2 separate regions of the Mus musculus genome follow, and region 1 is linked to region 2. Evidence: chromatin contacts called from public promoter capture Hi-C data. All regions are on one chromosome and are shown on one strand. The core of a region is the stretch at or near the end of the contact, and the rest is flanking DNA. Distances in the headings are between cores, read along the strand shown. Region 1 holds the start of Ank1 (ankyrin 1, erythroid). Region 2 holds the start of A930013F10Rik (RIKEN cDNA A930013F10 gene).

Region 1 (5,988 bases), core at 3,032-5,531, 340 kb after region 2:
CCAGGCATACTCAAAGAATTGTTTCCATAGTGATCTTAACCCCTAATAGGTTGACAGTTAAAACCAGCCACCACAAAGATCTGGCCCATCCCTGGCACAGCTGGCCATTTGAAGGCCTGTCTTAAGCCAGGCTTTCGGAGTGATACCTCACACCCAAGCCATAACGTGGTTCAGGCCTGAACTCTGAATGGGCTTAAGGAAGCCACTTAAGCAAACACACCCTAAGCTTTCCTATCTGGAACATAGGGGTGGTGACACTTTGCCAGTCACAGTCCTGTCACTGTGACAAAGCACCAGAGAAACAACTGGAAGGAGACAAGACTTGTCTAGGCCCTGGGTTCAGAGGCTCCAGCCCAAGGCTGGCACTTCCATTGTTGGGCCCCATGGTGACGCATAGCAACATGCTGGTGAGCCTGTGCAGTATGGGATGCCCATCCCAAGGTTGCAAGCAACAGAGAGGAGAAGATATCTCTTCAAGAATCACTGCCAGTGACCCACTCCCTCCAACCTAGCCCCATCTCCCATAGTTCATCATCTCCCAATAGTCTAGTCAAAACTTGAATCCATCAGTAGATCAATCCATTCATGAAACTGGAGCCCTTCAGATCCACCCACTGGCCCCAAACCCACCTCTGAGCACTGCTTGCACAGGAGGCTGGGACTTTTTGGCAGAACATTTTATATCTAAAGTATGACAGGTGCTTTTGTTGGGATGCAATGAGATGCTCAAAGAAAGAATCTCACCTCGTAAAAACACTCATGATCCCCCAGCCTCAGCCTCTGATGTTGGGGTTACAGGCATATTTTGTTCTGATAAATACTTTGTAAATGGTTGGCAGTACCTAGATCCCGGGAAACATCAGGATACCAGTTAGCAGAGGATACAGACGGTCTGTGGTAATGAGGAGTTACCTGGTATCCTAGTTAGGGTTTCTATTGCTGTGAGGAGACCTCGTGACCACAGCAACTCTTTTAAAGGAGAACATTTCATTGGGGCTGGCTTACTGTTTCAGAGGTTTAGTCCATTATCATGGTGGGAAGCATAGTGGCATGCAGGCATACACGGTGCTGGAGAGGGAGCTGAGAGTTCTATACTGGGATCAGCAGGCAGCAGGAAGAGAACATAGCCACTAGGCCTGGCTTGAGCTTCTGAGACCTCGAAGCCCACCTGGCTAGTGATGTACTTCCTCCAACAAGCCCACATCTCCTAACAGTGCCACTACCTAAGGGTCTGTGGGGGCCATTTTTATTCAAACCACCGCACCTGAGTAGTGTTCCCACCAAGAACGAGGCAGCCCCTCCAGCTGCCACCATATTGGCCCAACCCACATCCTCATTCCCGTAGGAGAGGGCACCTGCTATGTCCTCCAGCCTCCCTTTGGCTGTAGCCCGTACTGTCCTGCTTCTTCCTCTGAGGGAGAGGTCTCCCAGCACCTCACCAGTCCTAGGAGAAGCACCTGCCAAGAGAACCCAGAACACGAACAGCACTTACACCTGGTCCCATGGGAACTGTGTGTGTCCAGAGCCACCACCTTAGTAGTGACTCCAGGGACAGTTGAGGCAGGAGCTCAGCTTCTTACTAATGCTTTACTTTGAGTCTCAGAGACATTTTGTTTTATTGTATTTTGCCCCCAAGGGGCTCCTGTGCAGGTTTTGATACACGGGAGGCATCTTTATATTGGAGATACTTTTACAGCAGTTTAGATGAGTCTCAGGTTTTGCCAAACACTGGTTTAGTCCACTCCGTGTTTTACTGGAGCATTGCACCGTGACCTCTTCCATGTCTCTCAAAGGAGGTATCATCACTATTCTTGTTTACAGACTAGGAAGAGAAACGGTTTCATGGTTTTCAGAAGTGGGGTAGTGGGGGGGGGGGGCTCTGCCACCAGATTATTGTTTTCCATGAATCTCTCCATTAGCTGTGTGATCTCAGGAAAGCTACTCACCCTCCCTGTTCCTCACTCGTACCCACCAGTAAAAGAGTGGAAATGTTCACTGCCGTGTAAGCGCTACCATTTTAGTTCTTGTTCCTTAAACCAGAACAAAGCTGACTTGGTTTTAACTCCATTTCACTGAGCTCCTGGGAATGTACGGTATTGGCCAAGGTGCTGAAGATGCAATTCCGAATAAAGCACGTCGCCTCTCTTCACTGAGCTTAAAGATCTAGTGGAGGAGAGCTGACCTGGGAGTGTGTGTGTGTGTGTGTGTGTGTGTGTGTGTTTGTGTGTGTAGGGGTGTGTGTGTGTGTGTGTGTTTGTGTGTGTAGGGGTGTGTGTATGTGTGTTTGTGTGTGTGTGTGTTTGTGTGTGTGTGTGTAGGGGTGTGTGTGTGTGTGTGTAGGGGTGTGTGTGTGTTTGTGTGTGTAGGTGTGTGTGTGTGTTTGTGTTTGTGTGTGTGTGTGTGTTTGTGTGTGTAGGGGTGTGTGTGTGTGTGTTTGTGTGTGTAGGGGTGTGTGTGTGTGTGTGTGTGTGTGTAGGGGTGTGTGTGTGTGTGTAGGTGTGTGTGTGTGTGTGTGTGTGTGTGTGAAGGTCGAGTATGGACAGAGCAGGCTGAACAGAGGAAGCAGGGATGTAGATCCTGATGCAGATGGCCCCAGGGAATTTAGATGACACATGGGTACCAAAAAGGCCTGGAGTAAAAAATTGGAGGTTAGGGTAGGGCTGACCATTCAGGTCCTTGTAGATAGTAGAGCATATTTTGATCTCCATCTTGGAACAAAAAGGACGTTTCTCTGGGAAGTAACAATAATTACACCAGTTTGTAAATATTATTCATGACTACAGTCAAGGGACTTAGCGGTGGGATGCCAAAGACATGAGGTTGGGGCTCCAGAGGGTGTCCTTCTGAGCAGGCTGGTTACAGCCAAGGTGTGTTATCGAGAGAGGGGCCTGTGGTGGTGATGGAATACGCCTCATCTGAATCCAGACAAGAATAGACCAGATTCTGAAGACTCAGCATAATAATGTAAAATCGCATCAATAATATATCAACTTCATGTTGAAACGATGGCTTGGGAGATATACAGGCTTAAAAATACATTTAAAATCAATCTTCTAGTTTCTTTACATGGAAAAAAAAAGTGGCTACATGACAATTGAAGTTGCATGTGTGACTGGTATTTGTGGTTCTGCCTGCAGTGAGAAGCCCCAGGACTCACCCCTGGGAAATGACAGCAGTTAGATCTGTCAGACCCCTGTGGTTACCCAGCACCTTACCTTCTGTCAGGGGCCTAGTGGGGAAGACAGAAGTGGAAATCACTGAGCGAGATGTGTTTGTGAGAAAGAGGGGTGGGAACAGTACCTAGTACTACTCCTTCTGCTCCTCACCAGAGCTGCTTCAAACCTGCACAGGCTCGGGAGGGGGGGGGGGCGGGCGAGAGGACAGGAGGGAGCAGGCTGTTTCATAATAACTTCTCCAAGACTCAAACACCAGTGTTCAAGACTGTCCTTAGCATCCTGTGGGATAGGGAAGGAGGAGGTTGGGAGCTGCACCAACCAGACTGAAAGGGCAATGTTCATAGGTCAGGGCCTCAGTTTCCCCGCCTGTCACATGACTGAGTGGTGAAATGAGCTTAAGCCGGTTCCCCGTTCCCACAGTCTACGTTGGTAGCTGCGTGACCCCCAGCTGGTAAGGTTCTTTACAGCAGCCCAACACCGGTCCAGACCACAGTACCTACGGAGGGAGGGTGGAGAGAGACCTGGTATTGCAGGGTGGGCGGTCCCTGATGGGGAGACCCAGTTCCACTCCCGTCCAAAAGGAGCGAAAAGAAAAAGAATGGACTTGACGCTGGACTCGTATTCTAAGTATATTTGGTAAAGATGCAAAGGAAAGGCCCACTTGGTTTGACCGGGGCAGATCAAGCTCTCCTCCAGGAGCCCCGGCCCTTCCCGGAGGGCGGCCCGGGCCAGGCTCGGCGCTAGCGGAGTCCGTGCCGCAGCGGTGCCCCGGTCCCACGCTCCGCAGCTCGGCCAGGCGATGCTGGCATTTTCTCCGCCGCCGTCAGGCACGCCGGTCCGCAGGGTCGCCGGGCCCGGGCGGAACGGCCCCGCTTTGTTCCCGTCGCCCCCAAGGCGCCCCGCGATCCCCACCCCGGGACCCCGCTGCAGCGGGGACCCAGCGCCGGCTCGCAGCGCCCCGCGCCCAGCCTGGTGGGGCGGCCGCACCGAGCTGCCCCCGCTCCTCCCGCGAGCCCGCGAGTCCGCCCTCCGCGGCCCGCGCCGCAGTACGAGCCTCCTCCCTCCCGCCCCCCGCGCCGCCGCCGCCGCAGGAGAGGGGGGGCCCGGGCGGGCGGGCGGGCGCGGCGAGGGCGCGCGGCGAGCCCAGAGCCGGTGCGGGGCGCGGGCGAGCGAGCTCCGGCCGCGGCGGGAGGCGCCACCCCGGGGCTCGGCTAGCCGCGCGCCGGCCTCTCCTCGCCCTCCGCCCCGCGCCCCGGCCCCCGGGCGCCGCAGCCTTCGCCTCCGCCGGGGAGAAGCTCGCGCCCTGCGCAGCTGAAGGAGCCGGCTCTCCCCGGGAGGGTGTCGTCGCCGCCGGCTCGCAGAGGGCGCGGGCCCGGGAGGCGGGGACCGAGCGCCGCGACCCGCCATGGCTCAGGCGGCCAAACAGCTGAAGAAAATCAAAGACATCGAGGCGCAGGCCCTCCAGGAGCAGAAGGAGAAGGAGGAATCCAACAGGAAGCGGCGGAACCGCTCCCGTGACCGCAAGAAGAAGGTAAGGGGGCGGCGGCGGCCCCGCACCGAGGCGCCCGGAGTAGCTGCGGGAAGGCGATCGGCCGCGCTCCGGCTGACCCCGCGGGAGCGGGAAGGGGGGAGGCGGGTAGGGCGAGCAGAGAGCGGCCCCGGGGTTCCGGCAAGCTGCCCCAGACTCATTTCAGCACCTTGAACAGAGGCCCGCGCTCCGGAGGAACTTTTGCCGCCTCTGGGGTGGCAAAGCGGGTAAGGGGCTGCACCGCGGGGCGCAGGGCTGCTCGCCTGGCTTTCTCGGGGAGCTGCTTTGGGTGAACAGGGCAGGCGCTCCAGAGGTGGTACTGTCCGCTCCTGCTCAGGTGACTAGTGAGTTCTCCTGCGCCGCCGGAGAGAGCATCTTCCTCCCAGATCTCTCAGGACGAACTGGGGCGACTGCCCTTCCCGATCCCTTCCTGACCCTGTGGGTCCGCGGGTGGACCTGGAAGAAGCAACTCACCCCTCAGGCATTTGGCAGCATTTTATGTTAAGGTCATTCCAGAGGAGTCACTGGTGGCAGGGAAGAGGAATTCCCTTAGAAGCCTCGCTGGGGCTTTTCCAGCCTGACCCAAGGCCTGGTCGGAGAAGAGCTCTGCCATGGGACATCATGAGGGCAGTCTTTCATGGGACAAGGGTCTGTGCTGAGACAGCCCAGGGATCCAGACCCCTGAAAGCAACTGTTGCTATTTGCAGTCCTTCTTTCAGATCATGGCGGGGTAAGAACCACAGTAGTTTAGACCCACGGTCTAATTACAAGCACCTGGATGTCCACAGCGACTAAGCAGGGCACTCTACCGCCGGCTAGAGCTTCAGGGATGCACAGGCTAGGAAAGCGTGAGTGGAATTCTGGGAGTCCAAGGTAGAGCTGGACCCTAGCTTGCAAGAGCCATCTTAACCTGGAGAAGTTGATGTGAGCCTGCAGGAACGTCCCCTGGCCAGAGAATTTGGGTTCATGGGGCGTCTTCACAGAGACGCTGCCCTTGCTTATGAAAGACTCCCTCCCTGAAACTGACTCGCTCTGAGAAGGAAATATAGAAGCTGTGGTTGACAGCCGTGTAGGGGACAGTCTACTTCGAAGTAGGTGGCAGGGCTGATAGGGCTCTTTTCCTGGAGATGACACTGGGCAGGCTGAGGTGTTCTCTGACTCTTAATCTAAGGAATCACCATGTTAGGTGTTCCTATACGCCTGACAGATACTATAGTGTTCCTCTACCCTCCCTCTCTGCCCCTTCTCTCCCCCCCCCCCGCCCCAATATTGGCACCTCGTGTG
Region 2 (6,527 bases), core at 2,483-4,982:
TAGTGTATGTGTGTGAGTGTGTGTGTATGTATGTGAGTGTGTGTGTGTGTGTATGTGTAGTGTGTGTGTGTGTGTGTGTATGTGTAAGGTCTCAGGCCTGGGGATTATTCACAGGTGATGATTTAGGGCTAGTGACTTGACATAGATAATGAGAGGCAGCAGGACAGAACAGAACCCAGGAAAATGGGGATTTGTTTATTAAAAACCCTATTACATCAAGTAAGATGTGAAGTAGTTCTGCTTTCTTAGCATCTCTGCAGTGTGTGTATGGGTGTACGCATTGACTTTAGGTGTCCACAGAGACTAGAGGCCTGAGACAACCCATCCCTGAGTGTTACAGGTAGCTGTGAGGCCTGAGACAACATCCCTTATGTTACAGGCAGCTGCGGACACCCTCCTTCCGCACTCTTAGTCGCTGACCTCTCTTTCTAGCCATTGCTTCTGTAGCCTTGTGAGTTAAGGTTTATCAGTTTTTCCCTTTCCAAAAATAGGCAACATTTCTGAACTGGACAATTACTCACCCTCCACCTGAAAACGCTACAAAATTCACCATAGTGCTTCAAAAATTGTAAAATTGTGTGTGTGTACATGTGCACAAGAGAATGCCCACCGAGGCCAGAGGTGTGGCCGATGCTGGAGGTACAGGTAGTAGTGAGCCGCCTGCTGTATGGGGGTAGGGGTTGAACCCGGGTCTTCTGGATGAGCAGCACACATGTTTAAGTGCTGAGCCACCTCTCCAGCCTCAAACCTCAGTGTTTCCAACTGTAACTGCCTACTGTCATATTCTAAGCTAATGTGTCACTAAAAGCCACTCAGTCTGGGCAAAACAGAAAAGTCTGAGCTAAATTGGGAGTTTTCTTTAGCTGTTCCTCCAACTTAATGAAACACTCATTTTCATATGAAACATATCTTCCTGGCATCAACAAGTTCTGCCTCAAATTTAGCTCCAGGTGGTCCAGTCGTGGTGGTTCCCAGCTGGAAGTATCAGGAGGTGCTCAGCTGCAGCCCTGGGTGCCTGGACTCACAGGCCTGCTGTTTGTCATCAGAGACTGGGTTTCAGCTACCCTGTTCTCTTGCTCAGGCTAACTTTCCTTCGTGATGTGCGAATGTTAAAAAGTCCTCTGAGTTCCTGTAGCATTCTTAGATGACATGGATTTTTGTTTCATGTTGAGTTTCTAAAGTGAACTCTTTCACTTCCTCAGAACACTCAAGATACCTTGTGTGGCCACTTGAATGGACCAATGATATATAAAGCTAACAGACATCCATGAGATGCCGAGGAAAAGGTGTTTTGTTTTTTTTTTTTTTTTGAGTACTACGTTTACATAAAGAAGAGCTAAGTAACCTAAAGGCCACGGGGAGACAGCGTGGCGGCTGATAACACTTGCTGCTCGTCCAGGAGCACCGGCTTCTGTCACCAGCACCACATAGTGTTTACAACCATCTGCAGCTCCAGTTCCAGGGGAATGGACACCCTCTTCTGACCTCCATAAGCACCACGTATGCACGTGGTACACATTCATACATGTAGGCAAAACACACACATAAAAGAATAAAAGAAATAACCTAGACTCATGCTAGCTTGCATTGGATCTGATTACTCCTATCTTAAGACTACCTTGGTTTAGTTTTTGTTTTGGCAAGGTCTCATAGTGTGGCCCAGATTGGCTTGTGTTAGGATTTCTACTGCTGTAATGAAACACAACACCAAAAGCAACTTAGGAAGCAAAGGCTATTTCATCTTAGAGCTCCCAGAGCATTATCCTCTGACTGGAGGAGGTCAAGGCATGGCTGAAGCAGAGCCCACAGAGAACCAGTGTTTGCTGTCTTGCTTTTTATGGTGTGTTCACCTTGCTTTCTTACATAACCCAGTCCAGGGGTGGCACCACCCACAGTGAGCTGGGCCTCCCACATAATCAGTAATCAAGAAAACACTCATGATCTTGCCTATGGATCAATCTTATGAAAGCATTTTCTCAATTAAGATTCCCTCTTCTCAGTGAGTTCCAGGGTAGCCTTGTCTACATAGCAAGCTCCAGAACAGCCAGTTTTTAAAAAAACACCTCTCTTCTGACATATGTCCAGGCTAATGTCATCTTAAAAAACCCAACCAGCACAGCCTGGCCTGGAACTTAATATGTAGCCTAGGATGACCCCAAACTGGCAATTCTCCTGTGTCAGTTTCTCTACTGCTGGGATTACAGGCATGAGCCACTGTAGTGATAACCTCAATAGTCACCTTGATGAGATCTGGCCTGTAAAAGAAGCATAAACGAGTCTGTGGCCCCTTATAAGGAATTGGCGGGTGCTGTGCAGGCTGCTGGGGGAGAGCTGTCGCACTGAGCTGCGATTGTGACTGATAATACTGACCTGAGAACCATGGGACATGTGCCTGGTGGGCCAGCTGTGTGGTACTCTAAGTGAACATGATGTGTCTCAAACCGTGTTTATGTCTAAGCTGGAGAGTCAGGGCTACTGTCGGCCTAGGGCAGAAAAGCTTTGTGCAGCAGGTGTCCATTACTGCAGGGCTCACAACTTCAGAGGCGAGTGTGCTTAGCCCTAAATGGTGTATCTATATCACAGCCTTTAAGGTTCAGGGAGCAGAGAAAGGAGGCAGAAGGGGCAGAGGAAGGGGTGGGATGTTGTGCCATGCTGTTTTCCAGGCAGGACATGGCTACTGCGCTCTAGAATTCTCAGCAGCCATGAAGATCTGGATACGAGAGCGGGCCATCACTATTCTGTCCTCAAGGGAGGATGGGCTTACAAGACCCCACCTCTCCCTGAGGATTTACAGGTTGCTAGTGAAGAGAAGCTGAAGAGGGATCATGTAATTCCTCCTTAGGATCTACATGATATTAATGGTGGTGAAAGGGGACTCTCTTTTCTTTAGTGGTTTAGACACTGCTCAGTGGCCCAGGCATGTATAAATGACCCTCCCCGAGTCCGGGGCTCAGGAAATCACCATTGATCTACTTTACCATGATGCACTTTGTCTTTCTCAGTCATTGCCTTGCACCTCAGCTAACAGGCGTTCCTCTCAGTCATGTGACACGGGAAAGTGCACATGGAGAAAAACAAACCCAAATGAAGTCACCAGAAGAAAGGCAAGCCAAGGAAAAACGTGAGATTTTGATTGTCATTAGCTTTCCTGCTCTCTTATGCAGAGAGACTTATCTGTTTTTAATATATTTGCCACCTTTTTTTTTTTTTTGAGATACGGTCTGACTCTGTGGCCTGGTGTGACCTGAAATTCACTACGTAGTCCGGGCAGGGCTTGAACTCATGGCAACCTTCCTGCTTCAACCTGAGTGCTGGGTTAACATCTCAGGCCAAAGGCCACAGAACTCTGACAGTTGAGCAGAGTGGATTTTATAAAGTCTCTGCAAGTGCCCTTTTGTAGGCTCCCAGCACAAGGTTTTCCCCAGTGTGTCCTGTCATGAACCTAACTAAATCCCCTTTCTCCCTTCTGTAACCGATGTAACAGATTACTAATCAGGCTTGGCGATGCTTTTCTTATTTTTCTTTTCCTTCCTTTCTTTTTTTCTTTTTTTTTTTTTTTTTGAGATGGGTTTTCCCACCTGGAACTCATTAGGCATTTCGAACCTCACTCATTAAAAGTCTTCTGAGTCAGAGAATATGAAACCACTTGATATTTTAGGAAAGAATTTACTTCGAGCCTGTTATTATTAATAGTTTTAAAGAGCAAATTCTGCCTAATTATTTTGGTGATTCAAATTATTAACAAAGTGTTTACAAGAAAATCTTTTAGTAAACTATTCTGAGGGTAGCTCTGCGAGTGGAGACACGGTGATAATCACTTTCCCGCCTCTTGGAGCTCTGCTAATCCTTTTGTACTGTTGTCTGAGGCAGGGGCTCGCTCTCAGCAGCTCTGGCTGTCCTGGTGCTCTGCCTGTGCCACCATGCTCTGCCCTGCTAGCTGATGGCGACAGAAAGCTACACAGCATGAAGGAGTGAGGCAATGAACACTTACCATGAACTTTGTTTCACCCTTTGACAGAGTATCTGTAATGAAATGGACTTTTTGTAACTGTTCCACAACACGATGTAACAACTTTGGCTGTATAATCATGATTAGGAAATAGAAAAAGAATACTGTTACAACAAGAAAAAAAACTTTTTTTTTTTTTTTTTTTTTTTGGTGTTGGAAAGTGAACCCAGGGCCTTAGTCTCTGCCACTAAGCTATGTCTGCTACACTTGTTTCTTTTTTTCCTTCCTTTCCTTGAGAAGGTCTATCCAGGCTGTGTTAGGAATATGTAGACCAGGATAACCTGCTGCCGCACCATCATGCCCTGTCTTAGGGACCTAACCCAGGGCCTTGTGAATGCTACACATTCAAACATTCTACCTGAGTTATGTCCTGAGTCCCATGCTGTTTCCTTTAAAAAGAGAAGTTACTTGGGATTGGAAAGATGGCTCAGTGGTTAAGAACACTTACCGTTCCTCCAGATGACCCCAGTTCAATTTCTAGCATTCACATTAGGTGGCTCACAACTGCCTGTAGCTATATTTCTAGGGAACCAACAGAGACCTCTGGTCTCTGAGGGCACCTGTGCTCACACACACACTCCTACACAGACACAAGTGCATCATTAAAGACATAAGTCTCCAAAATTACTTACTCATTTAATATATGTGTGTGCATACCAACCTGTGCATGTTGGGGCTTATAACCAGGGAACAGGGCTTCAGAGCTGGTTGCTCTCATGTTGGGGTCTCTCAGCTCTACTCGGCATTCTCCAGGGAAACTGCCCTGCAATCTTGCACTGACTGTCCTGCCTCTACTGCCCACCTTCCTATTCGTGTTCTCCCTCTCCCTCTCTCTCTCCCCCTCCCCCCTCTCCCTCTCTCTCCTTCTTACCCCGTCAGGCCTGGGATTTACTTTGTAGAGTGGGCTAACACTGAACTCATGCTAAACCTTCCGAGTGCAAGTGATGAGATTCAAGGACCCACCATGTCTGACCATCAAATGAAACAATTTCTTTTTCTTAGAAACTACTTATATGGGGCTGGAGAGATGGCTGCTCTTCCAGAGGTCCTGAGTTCAATTCCCAGCAACCACAGGTGGCTCATAAGCATCTACATTGAGACCCTGTACTCTTTTCTGACATGCAAGCATACATGTAGGCAGAATGTTGTATTCATTAAAAAAAAAAAACCTACTTATGCTTTCAATGATAATAAACTTCATTTGGCCTCAACAAAGCAAAGAATTAGCTGTTTTTTTGTTTTGTTTTGTTTTTCGAGACAGGGTTTCTCTGTATACCCCTGGCTGTCCTAGAACTCACTTTGTAGACCAGGCTGACCTTGAACTCAGAAATCCGCCTGCCTCTGCCTCCCAAGTGCTGGGCTTAAAGGCGTGCACCACCACTGCCCGGTTAGCTCTTTTTAAAAAGCAAAAATATTCTAAAATTTAAAGATCTGCCTTTATATGTTTTTTTTAAATAAGTTTTACAGTAGTTATTTGCATTTATTTATTTAGTGTGTAAGTGTACACACGCGTACACATGCAGAGGCAGAGAAACAACTTTAGAGTGTTAGCTCTCTCCCCCACCATGTGGGTGCAGGGACTGAACCCGAATGACAAGCAGCTTCACTTGCTGAGCCATATCTCTGGCCCTTCTGTAACAGATAAAAATTCTCTCAATGAAAATATGTATTTTATGCTAAGTATTGATATTGATAACAAATAATTCTGAAAATATCTTCTTTAATCTCATCTCTTTAGATGTTAGGATATGCTAAAAAAACTGAATCCTGCTCTGTAACTCACTTTGCCTCTCACAGGACACAGTCAGCTTAGGGGGTCAGCAGGATGACATTCAGGGGACACCAGTGTATCCACTGCTGTGCGAAGAATTCTGCCAGGTGTCTGTGTCCTGGCTCATGTGACATCAGACAGATGTAAGTGTTGTGCTACAAAACCAGGCAGTTACAGTAAGAAACCAAGTATGGTAAAGCCCCGGGGACAGGAGAGAGATAAGAAAACTACTATGGGTTTCTTGATCTTCTATTTTAGTGGACAAGACCATGGAAGGATGGCACAGGGACGTCCCTCTTGATGTTTTACCCAATGTCCTCTCTAAACACAATCTTTGGCTATGTTTAAGATAAACTCCGAATTAGTATAGATTCCTTTAAAAAAAAAAACAAAAAACTAAAGCTGGTGGAAACACATATGAAAACTGTAACAACCCCCTAACCCTGTGGCTAGGCACGAAGTACTACATACAACTCTCTGACAGTCAGTGTGCGTCTCCCTGAGAGCTCCCACCACTCTTCCTTCCTGTGGGCGCTCACGCTACAAGTTATGAATTTTTATTTGCAAGACCTATGTGGTACTGTTCGTGGCATATTTTTATCTATAAACGCTGGCTTATCATGGAAAACAGTAAGAGAACACACAGGCGTTCACATCTCAAGAGTGGCTCTTGTCCCCATGCCTACCTGTCACCAAGGATCTCCTTCATGTTAGGTATTCATCCTTCTCACTTTACTGAGTTATGCT

The links. Promoter capture Hi-C pulls out the DNA fragments that hold promoters and counts their contacts.
Region 1: a contact with region 2 is called in a promoter capture Hi-C map of stem cell-derived epiblast-like cells, with 2.3 times the contacts expected there. The contact joins the promoter of Ank1 here to the promoter of A930013F10Rik in region 2. A contact is called at or near these places in 4 of 39 promoter capture datasets (cranial neural crest, embryonic stem cells and stem cell-derived epiblast-like cells) and 2 of 9 other capture datasets (embryonic stem cells and liver).

The regions. Positions count from the first base shown.
Region 1 is chr8:22,970,555-22,976,542 of GRCm38.p6, forward strand. It overlaps Ank1 (ankyrin 1, erythroid), which reads left to right and starts at 4,282. Exons shown (of 44, transcript NM_001110783.3): 1 at 4,282-4,707. The coding sequence starts at 4,582.
Region 2 is chr8:22,633,077-22,639,603 of GRCm38.p6, forward strand. It overlaps A930013F10Rik (RIKEN cDNA A930013F10 gene), which reads right to left and starts at 3,733. Exons shown (of 1, transcript NR_027886.1): 1 at 1,295-3,733. Polb (polymerase (DNA directed), beta) reads right to left here. Exons shown (of 14, transcript NM_011130.2): 11 at 3,992-4,078.